2 separate regions of the Zea mays genome follow, and region 2 is linked to region 1. The links are chromatin contacts, called in public Hi-C maps. All regions are on one chromosome and are shown on one strand. Each heading gives the region's core, a stretch centred on a gene start, on an enhancer-like site or on the middle of the called end of the contact. The rest is flanking DNA. Distances are from core to core; before and after follow the strand shown. Region 1 holds the start of LOC100284697. Region 2 has its middle 110 kb from the start of LOC100284697.

Region 1 (6,033 bases), core at 2,355-4,854:
CTCTTTCTACCGCCGAAGCCGAGTACATTGCCGCAGGCCATTGTTGCGTGCAATTACTTTGGATGAGGCAAACCCTTAGGGACTATGGTTATAAATTGACCAAAGTCCCTCTCCTACGTGATAATGAGAGTGCAATCCGCATGACGGATAATCCCGTTGAGCATAGCCGCACTAAGCACATAGCCATTCGGTATCACTTTTTGAGGGATCACCAACAAAGGGGGGACATCGAGATTGCTTATGTTAGCACCAAAGAACAATTAGCCGATATCTTTACCAAGCCACTAGATGAGAAAACCTTTACCAAACTTAGGCATGAGCTAAACATTCTTGATTCTCATAATTTTGATTGATACCTTGCACACATAGCTCATTTATATACCTTTGATCATATCTCTTCATTTGCTATGACTAATGTGGTCTTCAAGTGTATTTTATGCTAAGTCATAGATTGAAAGGGAAATGGAGTTCTTCGGCGAAGACAAGGCTTCCACTCCACTCCATCAAATTATTTATCCTTCGCCGTCACTCCACACCGCCCGCCACTTTGGTATAATCTTCACTCATATATTGTTTGCCAAAGGGAGAGAAAAGTAATGAAGGGCTCTAAAGACTCTGTTTTTGGCGATTAATGCCAAAGGGGGAGAGAGTATTAGCCTAAAGCAAAAGGACCGCACCACCACGCTAATTTCAAAATTTTTCAAAACAAAGCTTAAGTTGTTCTTCAATTGGTATCTTTGAAATTAGTTTTCCTCTAAAAAATTCTATCTCATTGGTATATATATTTTAAAGGAGGAGTTTTTCAAAATGGGCATCTAAAATATTTGATCTTCTTTCAAATAGAAAAACCCTCTTGAACACTAAGAGGAGAATTTCATCTAGGCGGAGCTTTGTTTTAGTCAAAGGAAAAGCATTTGAAACAGGGGAAGAAATTTCAAATCTTGAAAATGCTTCTCGAAATCTTATTCATATACCTTTGACTATTTGCAAAAGACTTTGAAAAGAATTTCCAAAACATTTGCAAAATCAAAACATGTGGTGCAAGCGTGGTCCAAATTGTTAAAATGAAGAAAGCAATCCATGCATATCTTATAAAATGTAAATTGGTTTAATTCCATGCAACCTTTGCACTTACCTTATGCAAACTAGTTCAATTCTGCACTTTTATTTGCTTTGGTTTGTGTTGGCATCAATCACCAAAAAGTGGGAGATTGAAAGGGAAATAAGGTCAAACCTTTTCCTAAATGATTTTGGTGGTTGAATTGCCCAACACAAATAATTGGACTAACTAATTTGCTCTAGATTATAAGTTCTACAAGTGCCAAAGGTTCAACACAAACCAATAAAAAGTCCAAGATAGGGTTCAAAAGAAAGGAGCAAAAGAAAACCAAAGGCTGCCCTGGTCTGGCGCACCGGACTGTCCGGTGTGCCACCGGATAGTGTCCGATGCACCAGGGTAGATCAACTCGAACTTGCCACCTTCGGGTTTCTGGAAATGCCACTCCGCTATAATTCACCGGAATGTTCGGTGTGCCATGCGGAGTAACGACTACAACACCAACAGTCGTCTGCAAAAGTGAACAGTGAAGCTACAGTGCGCGGACAACGCGCGCAGAGTCAGAGCAGGCGCCAGAAGGCGCACTGGACAGTGAACAGTGACTGTCCGGTGCACCACCAGACTGTCCGGTGGCCCCACATGTCAGAGCTCCAACGGTCGAACCCTAACGGTTGGGTAACGTGGCTGGCGCACCGGACTGTCCGGTGCACCCGTCGACATCAGCCTTCCCCAACGGCCATTTTGGTGGGTGGGGCTATAAATACCCCCCAACCACCACACTTCAAGGCATCCAAGTTTTCAGCCAACACATTCAATACAAGAGCTAGTGCATTCAATACAAGACACAATTAGAGTGAATCAAAATCTCTCCAAGTCCCAATTCCACTCAAAGCAATAGTGACTACAAGAGAGAGTTTTGTCCGTGTTCTTTGAGCTCTTGCGCTTGGATCGCTTTTCTTCTTCCCCATTTCTTGTTCTCAAGACCTTTGTAATCAAAGCAAGAGACACCAATTGTGTGGTGGTCCTTGTGGGGACTAAGTGTTCCAATTGATTGAGAAGAAAAGCTCACTCGGTCTAAGTGACCGTTTGAGAGAGGGAAAGGGTTGAAAGAGACCCGATCTTTGTGACCACATCAATGGGGAGTAGGTTTGCAAGAACCGAACCTCGGTAAAACAAATCACCATGTCACACTCTTCATTTGCTTGTGATTTGTTTTCGCCCTCTCTTTCGGACTCGACTTTATTTCTAACACTAACCCCGGTTTGTAGATTGTGCTTAAAGTTTGTTAATTTCAGATTTGCCTATTCACCCCCCCTCTAGGCGACTTTCATCCACACACTAGGTTTTAGGGTTTTCATGTGAGGTTGTGAAAAGCTCTTTATGCGAGGAAAAATATTTCATAAGTAAACATGTCAGTCATGTCAGCTAGATCAAGTGGATATTGTGAATTATGAACTTTGAGTCTGTGAACTTGTGATCTTTATGAACTTGTTATACTGTGAACTTGTTATATTGTGAACTTGTGATCTTTGTAAACTTTTTATATTATAAATTTGTGATCCTTGTGAACTTGTTATATTGCGAACTTGTTATATCATGAATTGTGAACTTGTGGTCTTTGTGATCTTTTGTCAACTTTGTTGTATTATGAAGTTTGATATGTTTATCGATCGTATTTTAGATTTCGACCGTTACCGGTGTATTTTCCGCACCAAACTTTCGTTTCCGATGTTTCCGAAATACCGATATCGTTTCCGTTTCCGGAGTTACCGTTTTCGATTTTGTTTCCGATAAAAAATATGAAAACGGTAATGATTTTAGTGTTTACCGACCGTTTCATCCCTACAGGTACGTCAACCGTGACGTGACTAGGGATGACAACGATATATACTTATTCGGTAGTACCATTCCATATTCATATCTATTAAAAAAATTATATCCATCACCCCATATATGCTTGCAGATATAAAATCTTATGCATACCCGTAACCGTGCGAGTAATTTTTTCCGTCGGGTAAGTCGTACCCACTAGGAAAAGTCTTAAATTCCAATATATCAATCACGCAAAATATTAAATAAATATACAAAAACAAGTTCAACTTTACATATAACAAATCATATGATTAAATAACTTAGTCGCTAGATAAATGATAGTTAGAGAAGTGTTTTATTTTAGCTAAGATGAGCTCTATTAGATGGTTATAATAGCATTGATATAAATATATTTTATCCATGAGTATACGAGTATGAACAGTACTAACCCATATATATGACGGATAGAAGTTTTTGCTCGTTAATATACTCGCGGATAGAAAAAATCATGTCGTACACGTCTCCATTCGTGGCTTGGTGCCCGCTGCCGCGGCGGCGCCGCAGATACGGGGAAAGAAAACGAAAAGGCCCAGCACGTGCGACGCACGCCGGCCCATTTAAAAACGAGCCAGGCCCACCGCGCAGCGCAAGAGTGAGACGGATCGCACGAAACGAAACCAAACCCTACCGGTCGCACGGAGCCACGCACGGAGCACGTCCGTCCCCCGACCCGAGGAAGCGAGGAAGAGGAACGGGTCGAGCCGCGCCCCGCCTCCGTCGGAACCCTTTATAACCGCCTCCCCCAAACCCTCCCTTCCTTCCTTTCCCCGCTCTTCTCCCACACAAACGCCACCGCCGCATCGAATCCGAGACGCCGATCTCGGATTCGCCGTCACCACACGCTGCCCTCGTCGCGCTCTCCCGCCGCCGCCGCTCGTCTCGTCAGGTAACGGCCGGCGTTCCCCCAGATCTGTCTCTCCTCTCTTGCTGCCCGTGAGCTGTGTTTCGCATGGTCCTGTCGCCCGCCTGCCCGCTCGCCCCCTCCCCGCCGCTCGATCTGGCCGCGGTATTCGTTCTGTGGGCGCCCTGATCTGCCCGCCTGCGTCGCGGTCGGATCTAGGCCGGTTCGGGCGAGGAGCCGGTTGTTCCCAACGTGGAGGCGCGACGAAGGTCGCGGTTTGCTATGCCTGGGCGTGTGGGAGAGACGTTTCTCGGTCGAATTTTGTTGTTGCCCTACTCTAATCAGCACGGGTTCGCAGGATTGTGTCTTTTTCTTCTGTTTTTGGGTGATCGGTAAGTTTCGGCTCCGCAACATATCCTTGTACGTGCTTCGAGCCTCTCATTCCACCAGATGTGCGTGCTTGTGGTACTGTTTGTTTGTTGCTGGTGCTGAGAAAGTTAGGGGCATCAAATGACCAAGGCATTTCGGTTATTGTGTGCTTAACTGCGCGTGGTGTCGTCTCTGTTCTGCGATTGTCAATCTTGTCCATTAAGTTGTGGAATCATTGTTCCGTCCTTCAGGTCACCCTGTTTGGTTGGTTGGTATGTCATGGCTTTCCATCCATATGTAATGGGAGTTGTATATGTTTCCAGTTAGCCTTTTTTTTGGTGGCTTGTACTTGCGCTGGGCTCAGTCTTTTAGTTATGCACCACTTTATAAGTACTAGTGCATTTTAGGGACCCCTATATCTAAGGCTGTCTCCAGCAACATCCTCTATATCCATCCTCTATATCCGTCCTTTACAGTCTCCTCTACAAGATTTTATCCTCTATATTTCCTTCCTCTCCAACAATGTCCTCTAAATCACGTCCTCTATACGTAAATACCTATATTAGAGACATTTTTTATTTTTTATTTTTATACATACGTATTTGTCATACTCTTAAATGTATTGTAAATGTTTTAGTTTTGCTAAACCGGTTATTTAAAGTATTCAAGTGGATAGAGGACCGTTTAGAGAAACTCTATATATAGAGAATCCAGCAGCGTTCTCTAAATTTAGAGGACCGTTTAGAGGACGCTGTTGGAGAGCATAGAGAACCGTTTGGTCCTCTATATTTAGAGTACATGAGGCTTTAGAGGTTCTTGCTGGAGCCAGCCTAACAGTATGCATTAGTAGTTAATTGAAGAATTGGGCTTGATCTTAATTTTCAGTCGTGCCATTTTTTGCTGTAGTGCTGTGCTGGAAATGTTACGATCATGGTTATTAAAGTGGTAAAATGTTAAAATGTTATGAACCAACTTTTCAACGTTTAAACGTTTAAACGAACGTTGAAACGTCTTTTCAGACTAACATAAAACATGATATACTCTTTTAACCTCTTTTCCGGAAGGTAGATGAGACACATATACAAGTTTCAATGGGAATATTCAAACAGGTAAAAGAAGAAACGAAAAGAAAACCATGTGTGGCTTCTTCAGAAGGAACCCAGTAAAAACAGTGTGCTTGAAGCAATAGCACGCAGACACACTCTCAACATTATATTTGAGCATCAGACCAAAATCACTACAGCAGAAACTGCAGCTTCATGGTTGCAATCAAGGGCACTGGGCACGCCACAAACTTTTAATCTAAATGAAAAAAAATATGAAGAATCTTATAACCAAAAAAAACTACCAGTTAGCAACCCAATGAGCCTATGCACAAAACCGAAGGCGCCCTTCAGAAGCCGGATAAACAGTAGTGCACCTCAAGCTCATCCCATGGAGACTTTAGCAGCACCACTCAAGCCCAAATCGTTGTGCATGCACAGCTCAGAAAGACAAGCGAGCAGGATGGACGATTCTACTGTAGCATGATTAAAAACAGCATCAGCACTTCAGCTTCAGCAGCATTTGTCAATATTGCATATGCATGGTGGCTGGCGCACTGGCTGGCTGCGTAGTGCACCGTGTTTTGGATACGAACAGCAGCAGAATACGAACAGCGGTTGGGCCTGCCGACCTGGTCGGTTGCGCACTGGCGGCTCGCTGGAGCAGGCGCACTGCGCACTGACCGGAGGAGGGAGGAGGGGGGAGGGGGGACCAGAGGAGGGAGGAGGGGGGGGGCGTACCTGGAGGGCGGACCGGCGGAGGATGGCCGACGGCGGCAGTGTCTGGCTCTGGCGGCTCCGCGGCTGTGCGTCTGGCAGTTTGGCGGCTGGAGCAAGCTTGCTGGTTAAAG
Region 2 (6,033 bases), core at 1,302-3,801, 110 kb after region 1:
AACATTTGCTTATTTCATATGAATCAAAATTTAGTGGTCACATGAATCAAAGTTATTTAGCCCACATAGCATATATTTTGATGAGGCCAAAATCCATGTCAACAATAAACAAGTCTTTGTCAATTGTTTTAGTGAAGAGAGTAGGGTCAGTTTTTCTGATTTTAAAACCATTAGTGATAAGAAAGTCTCTTAGGCATTCATACCATGCTCTTGGGGCTTGTTTGAGCCCATAAAGCGCCTTTGAGAGCTTATAAACATGTGTAGGATACTCATTGTCTTCAAAGTCGGGAGGTTGCTCAACATACATCTCTTCCTTGATAAGACCATTGAGGAAGGCACTTTTCACGTCCATTTTATATAAGATAACTAAGTTAACTTAGATTATCCCCCGTTAGAATTTATCTAGCTTTATAGATTCTATCTTATCTTATCCTAACCACTTTGCTTATTCTCTCCTAGTGAAACAACCATTATCTAGTACAAATTAATTAGATCCTATTTGGTCTAATCTAGTCATGCCAAACTAATCTAGATCTTATCCAATCTAATGTGAGTCACTTAACAAGTTCACACTAGTGAAATAAACTGGATCCTACTCCTATGAACCTTGTTCTCCCCTAATGCACTTAAACCTAAACTAGTGCCTTAGACCAACTCGACCATGAACAACAACTTGAGCAACATAATAGGTTACATAACCTATCCAACCAATCTAGAAGCAAACAACCAAACCAGAATCTCACTAATCTCATTTAACTCATAGCCACCTACTAAACTAGCTGCTCTATCCACTAAAGTGTTACTTACAAATCTATCTTAACCTCTAGTCCCTAACCCGGATGAAGACACCAAAGCTCGAGAAGGAAAATATCAACCTCGTTAAGGAAGAATAGGAGTCAAGCCAGACCCCCAAAGGGAGCTAGATCCACAATCTTGGATGGAGTCTTTCCTTACCCTATTCTTTCTTACCCAAACCTATCTATGCTTTAAAGACATCTTTTATCCTACATAATAAAGTGGCTATTCCTATATATACCCATGCTGTCCTAATCACCTGATAATTTATGATATAGACTAAAAAATATCTTTTGGTATTAAAACCAATTAGAAACTGAAACATAGACTACAAACCAAACAAGTTGCATCCCCTTTCGTACAAATCTTGAGGACGAGATTATTTTTAAGGCGGTAGAATTTGTAACACCCAAAATTCTATTTTGTGATTTATAAAGGTTTCTCCAAATGAATTGAATTAAAATGTCTTCTAATAATGATTTCCTTCCTTTATAAAGTATATCTCTCTAAATGATTTAATAATAACTTGCTATTCAAAACTTAGAAAAAGTTAAATAAATCATGGTGGAGATTTTATATCTCCTAAATTAAGTAAGCAATGAATATTGAGGTTTGGACGAACCTTTAATTTAATCATACATCCAAAATAGTATTTCCTAATAATGTGTGTTCCATAAATTAAGGATTTGCCTAAACATATAAAATAAACATGACATGTACCTCATACTGGATATTTTGATTGTTGCATCTTAAAACTGAAACTTCAAATTCCCATTTGAATTATGAGTTTGAACTTGAAATTAAAAGGAGAATAGAAAATAAAACAGAAAATAAATAAAAATAGAAAAGAACCTTATCTAGGCCTCCTGGGCTGATATACCCGCATGGGTCCACTCCCCCCTTCATATGTGGACCCTAGTCCCCCACGCAGGCCCACTAATCTCCGCGGCTCGATCCCGGTTTCCCACTGCGCAGCCCACTTCTGCAACTCCCTCCCACCGCGTGCGCTCGGTCACTATCCGCAGGGCCGGTATGTCAGTTAACTCCCTAGTTCACTTATTTGTGGGCCCCTGTGGTCAGTCCCTTCTTCTCTTCATAATCTCGCACGCGCCACACCATAGCTGCCTCCCCGCTTCCTCGGGGTTCTGTTGCAACAACTCATGGATCTCGCAACCGACCTTCTCGGCTCGGACTCGCCCTCCCTCGACGCATATATGGGTCGAGCCGTGACCCCTGTGCCCAATTGTGCGTCACCATGTCTGAGAAATAGAAAGGACAGGGGACAGCCCGCCGTCATTGCGATCTGCTCCCTGGGCCGTATGTCCTTGACGGATGGCACCAGCGGGATCACTAGGGACCCTAGTACTTGGGCAAAGGAGTTGCCGACACCGGGGATCGCTGGAGTCGCGAGAATTGCTCGTTGTTGCTTAACTTCATCGACAATCCCCAGCGCGCCGTGGCCGTCAAGAATTTCCCTGTGAATTCCGGTGAGAGCCTTTTCCGCAGCTTCCCCATGTCCCCAATTCGGTATAACATTATTTTTATTAGGAAATTGAGTTCCCGGGCGGGCGGGCTGCCGTTCTAGCCATGGCGCCGTTGCGGCGCTGGCGTCTCTTCCTGCTTTCGGCTGGGGGTGTGTGTGTGAGGGAGAGGGAGATCTGACCGTTAAATCCGATCACGGAGGGACATGGATCCACCGTTGGATCGTGGTGAACGGCAGGGATTAGCTTGTCATAGGTGTCCAGCCGAAGTCGATCAGAACCGTTGATCGAAAAGCACGTGATCGAGGTTAGCTCCGGGCACTTTAAATCTGGTCCGTTGATTGCTTGTTGGGCGGTCACAATTAAATCAGAAGCGCGTCCCTCGTCTGTGTAATCAAAGCCGGTGATTGGGTGATGGACGGTCAAAACTGGGTCTCGGTTATTTAAAACACTAGGCGACGGATCTCGATCCGATGGCTACCTTTGAATACCGATTCGCATTAAGGGCAATTCTAACCTGGTCGTGGGATCTGATCTGGACGACCAGAATCATCCAATACCCCTTCGCCATGCACTTTGACATATGAGACCCTATGCTTTTCACAAACTAACATGTTGTCCTGTGCTCAGTAATGGGACCCTCGGGTTAGGTTTCGAAATTGCAAACCAGTCCCTAGAAATTTGAAGAAACGCCCCTAGAAGTAATCTTAATATAAAATTTATACTTAAAATATCCCTAAAACTTGTTTAATTCATATTTTGTTCATTTTAACTCCGATTTAGTCTGTTCTAGTTGCATTAACTTTGTAATAATATTGCATAAGCTTTTGTAACGATATTTTATCAGATAATATGTTTGTAAAAATAAATATGCATTTAACCTATGTCTAATAGATTAATCCTTCTAATCAAAGTTAATCCGTCAATAATTATAATCTGACTAAAATATGATTTCCAATTAAGATATAACTTAAATTAGTTATTTCTTTAATATCTTTTCTCACTTGATTTTTATTAATCAACATATAATATAGTGTTAGTGTTTAAACACCTTAAACTTTAGAAAACTATATCTTTTGAACCATAACCCTGATTTTAATACTTCTCGAACCTACAATCTCGTAGCATCACATAGAAGATTCTTACGCCATTTGTTCTCATGATTGTTGTATTGTTATTTTTATGTACTCTTTGTTTATTTGTATGTTTTGCTACGAGTAGCGGTGATGTCACGGGAATCTGAAGACTAACTTGGTACCTAGAATCTCGAGTCCCAGGCAAGTTGTGTCCTTGATCACTTTTTTTACCTAATAATGTTCCTGTTAATCAATGTGACATGCTCAGGTTAATTTTATGGGACCCAATAGGTTTCCCTAGCATTGTTTATCCCTTACCTTGCAAACAGAAGCACTATTGGGTAGTTTTGCTATTGCTCCACCTAGTTTTGGGAAATTAATGTTATATTATGATCATGTTCTAGTTATACTGTTGTTTTAATTATTGTTCATGAGAAGATCATTGTGTTAATTGGAACATAGAGCGACCACCCGGGAAAACAGTGCTACCACAAGGGTGGTATGGGACACCATTGCTGACTAATTAGGAAAGCTAGTGGAAGACTACCTTACCTGAAAGGGGCAAGGGCGGTAGAGGAGCTACATATAGGGAGGTTCTCGGGTCGATTATGCTGTGATGTCTTTTCGGGCGTGGGATTCCTATATTGCCCTTCTCAGAAACCGTAGCGGGTTTTCAGAAGCTAGTAGAACTTTGTAAAGGCCTCATAGTGGTACCCTGCCTCGTCTCCTCGGTAGAGATGAATGAGAAGTCGTGATCCCTTGGCAAATGGGTAACATGACTTATGAGTAAAGATGTGCAACCTCTGTAGAGTGTAAAACTGGTATATCAGTCGTGCTCATGGTCATGAGCAGCTCGGACCCTCACATGAGTAATTTATGGAACTAAACTTAATTTGTCATATGTATTGCATTGTGGGTGTTATTATTAATCTTGATCTCTTATTTATTTGGGTTGGTATCTACTTTTACTTAGTAACTGCTAATAAATTTTTGACCAACTCTAAAAGCAATGCTCAAATTTAACCATCTCCTTTGGTAAGCCTTACACTTCACATGAGCTCCCACCTTTGGTGAGTTCATGCAAATTATTCCCCACAACTTGTTGAGCGATGAACGTATGTGAGCTCACCCTTGTTGCACTCACATCCCCCAAGTCAAGAACAGGTACCACAGGATGAGGCGCATGAAGGATGCAGTGATGAGTTCGTGAGTGGTTTAGGCCGTCATCTCCCAGTCAACTTTGTGTTGCTGGATCGTTGTCTTCGTATGATGTAATTATTTAACTACTTTGTACAGAACTCCGTTATATATATTAATGATGTGACATTCGTTTCTGTAACATGAGTCATCATATGTGTGAGACTTGATACTAGCACACTTGGTGAAGTTCGTGCCCGGGTTTTGGACCCCTAAAACCCGGGTGTGACACAAGAATTTCTTTAAGGTTTCTTGGGTTTGTGATTTTTCCTGCAAAAAGAACACCCAAGTGAAGCAAGAATATTCATCCACAATTACAAGACAATATTTACTCCCGTCGATGCTTATGTAAGCAATCGGGACGAATAGATCCATGTGGAGTAGCTCAAGCGGCCTATTGGTCGTCATGATGTTCTTGTGTGGATGATGAACTCCAACCTGCTTCCCTGCTTGACATACATGTTGGGGGTATGCTTCGTCGCCGAAGATCCTGTAAGAAGAGACACCTTCGGCAGATCCTTTCAAAAGCAGTGCCGAAGCTATCATCCATAAAGCTTCGGCATAGTGGCATATCTCAAGACGAAGAATTGCACCGACTTAAAGATGAAATGACCGATTGATACATGAGAGTCTGTGTCATAATCATAATCTTTTGTAAAGGGCATGAATGTAATATCTCACGGGCTGCGTCCCGTGCCTATAAATAGGTGAACAGTACCCCCGTACTATTCACGCTATCTTGTAATCGCTCGCACGCAATACTTGGATTCTTGCCTTCTGTCAAACCGAAGGTATAAATGTAGTTAAATATTGTATTTTAATATTCAAATTCGTATGATGAAATATATGGATGATATTATGTGCTTGCTTATATTATCTTTCATGTTTCATGTTTCATATATTTCATCTTTCATTATCTTATAACTTTGATCACGAAGGTATGACCTTCATGACCTTCGTCCGAAGATCGTTATGTCCTAAGGGGAATAATGCTTCGAAGGACGAAGGACATTAACATTTAATATTCTGTGTTGCCTTGTTCTTGACTCTTAGCATTTGAGAACAAGTCCCCAACATTGGCGCCCACCTCCGGTGAACTCACTTCCACTTTTTGAGCTGATGGCTTCGTTCAACAATCAAGCTGAAGCTGCTTCAGCTACGAAGCTGGTGCTCCCGATAACAGGCAGTTCATGCTCAGAGCCGGCCAATAAGAAGCAGAAGAAGGAGGCCCAGAGAAGGGTACAACATGTTGGGGTGCAGGGACCCTTCATCAAGTCAAAATGGTCCCACATCCCAATTACCTTCTCCCAAGAGGACCTTCAGCTCAAGGATTACCCTCACAATGATGCTATGGTCATATCTTGTGTCATCAAGGGATTTCTAGTCCACAATATTCTGGTTGATACAGGCAGTGCAGCGGATATCATATTTGCTAAGGCCTTCAGACAGATGCAAGAGCCAGAGGATAAAAACCATGATGCTAC

The links. A called contact is a pair of places that touch in the nucleus more often than the background predicts.
Region 2: a Hi-C map of leaf shows a contact between it and region 1, with 5 times the contacts expected there. The contact joins the enhancer-like site here to the promoter of LOC100284697 in region 1. A contact is called at or near these places in 3 of 25 Hi-C or Micro-C datasets (ear, leaf and tassel).

Annotation. Positions count from the first base shown.
Region 1 is chr5:81,151,174-81,157,206 of Zm-B73-REFERENCE-NAM-5.0, forward strand. LOC100284697 reads left to right here and starts at 3,605. Exons shown (of 5, transcript NM_001157592.2): 1 at 3,605-3,815.
Region 2 is chr5:81,259,005-81,265,037 of Zm-B73-REFERENCE-NAM-5.0, forward strand. No RefSeq gene overlaps it. Among protein-coding and RNA genes, the nearest start is that of LOC100284697, 110 kb to the left of the region's middle. Within about 2 kb of position 2,552, at least 18 of the 20 cell types and tissues checked have an H3K27ac peak or open chromatin away from gene starts, as enhancers often do. A contact at or near this core is called in ear, leaf and tassel, where this site is marked.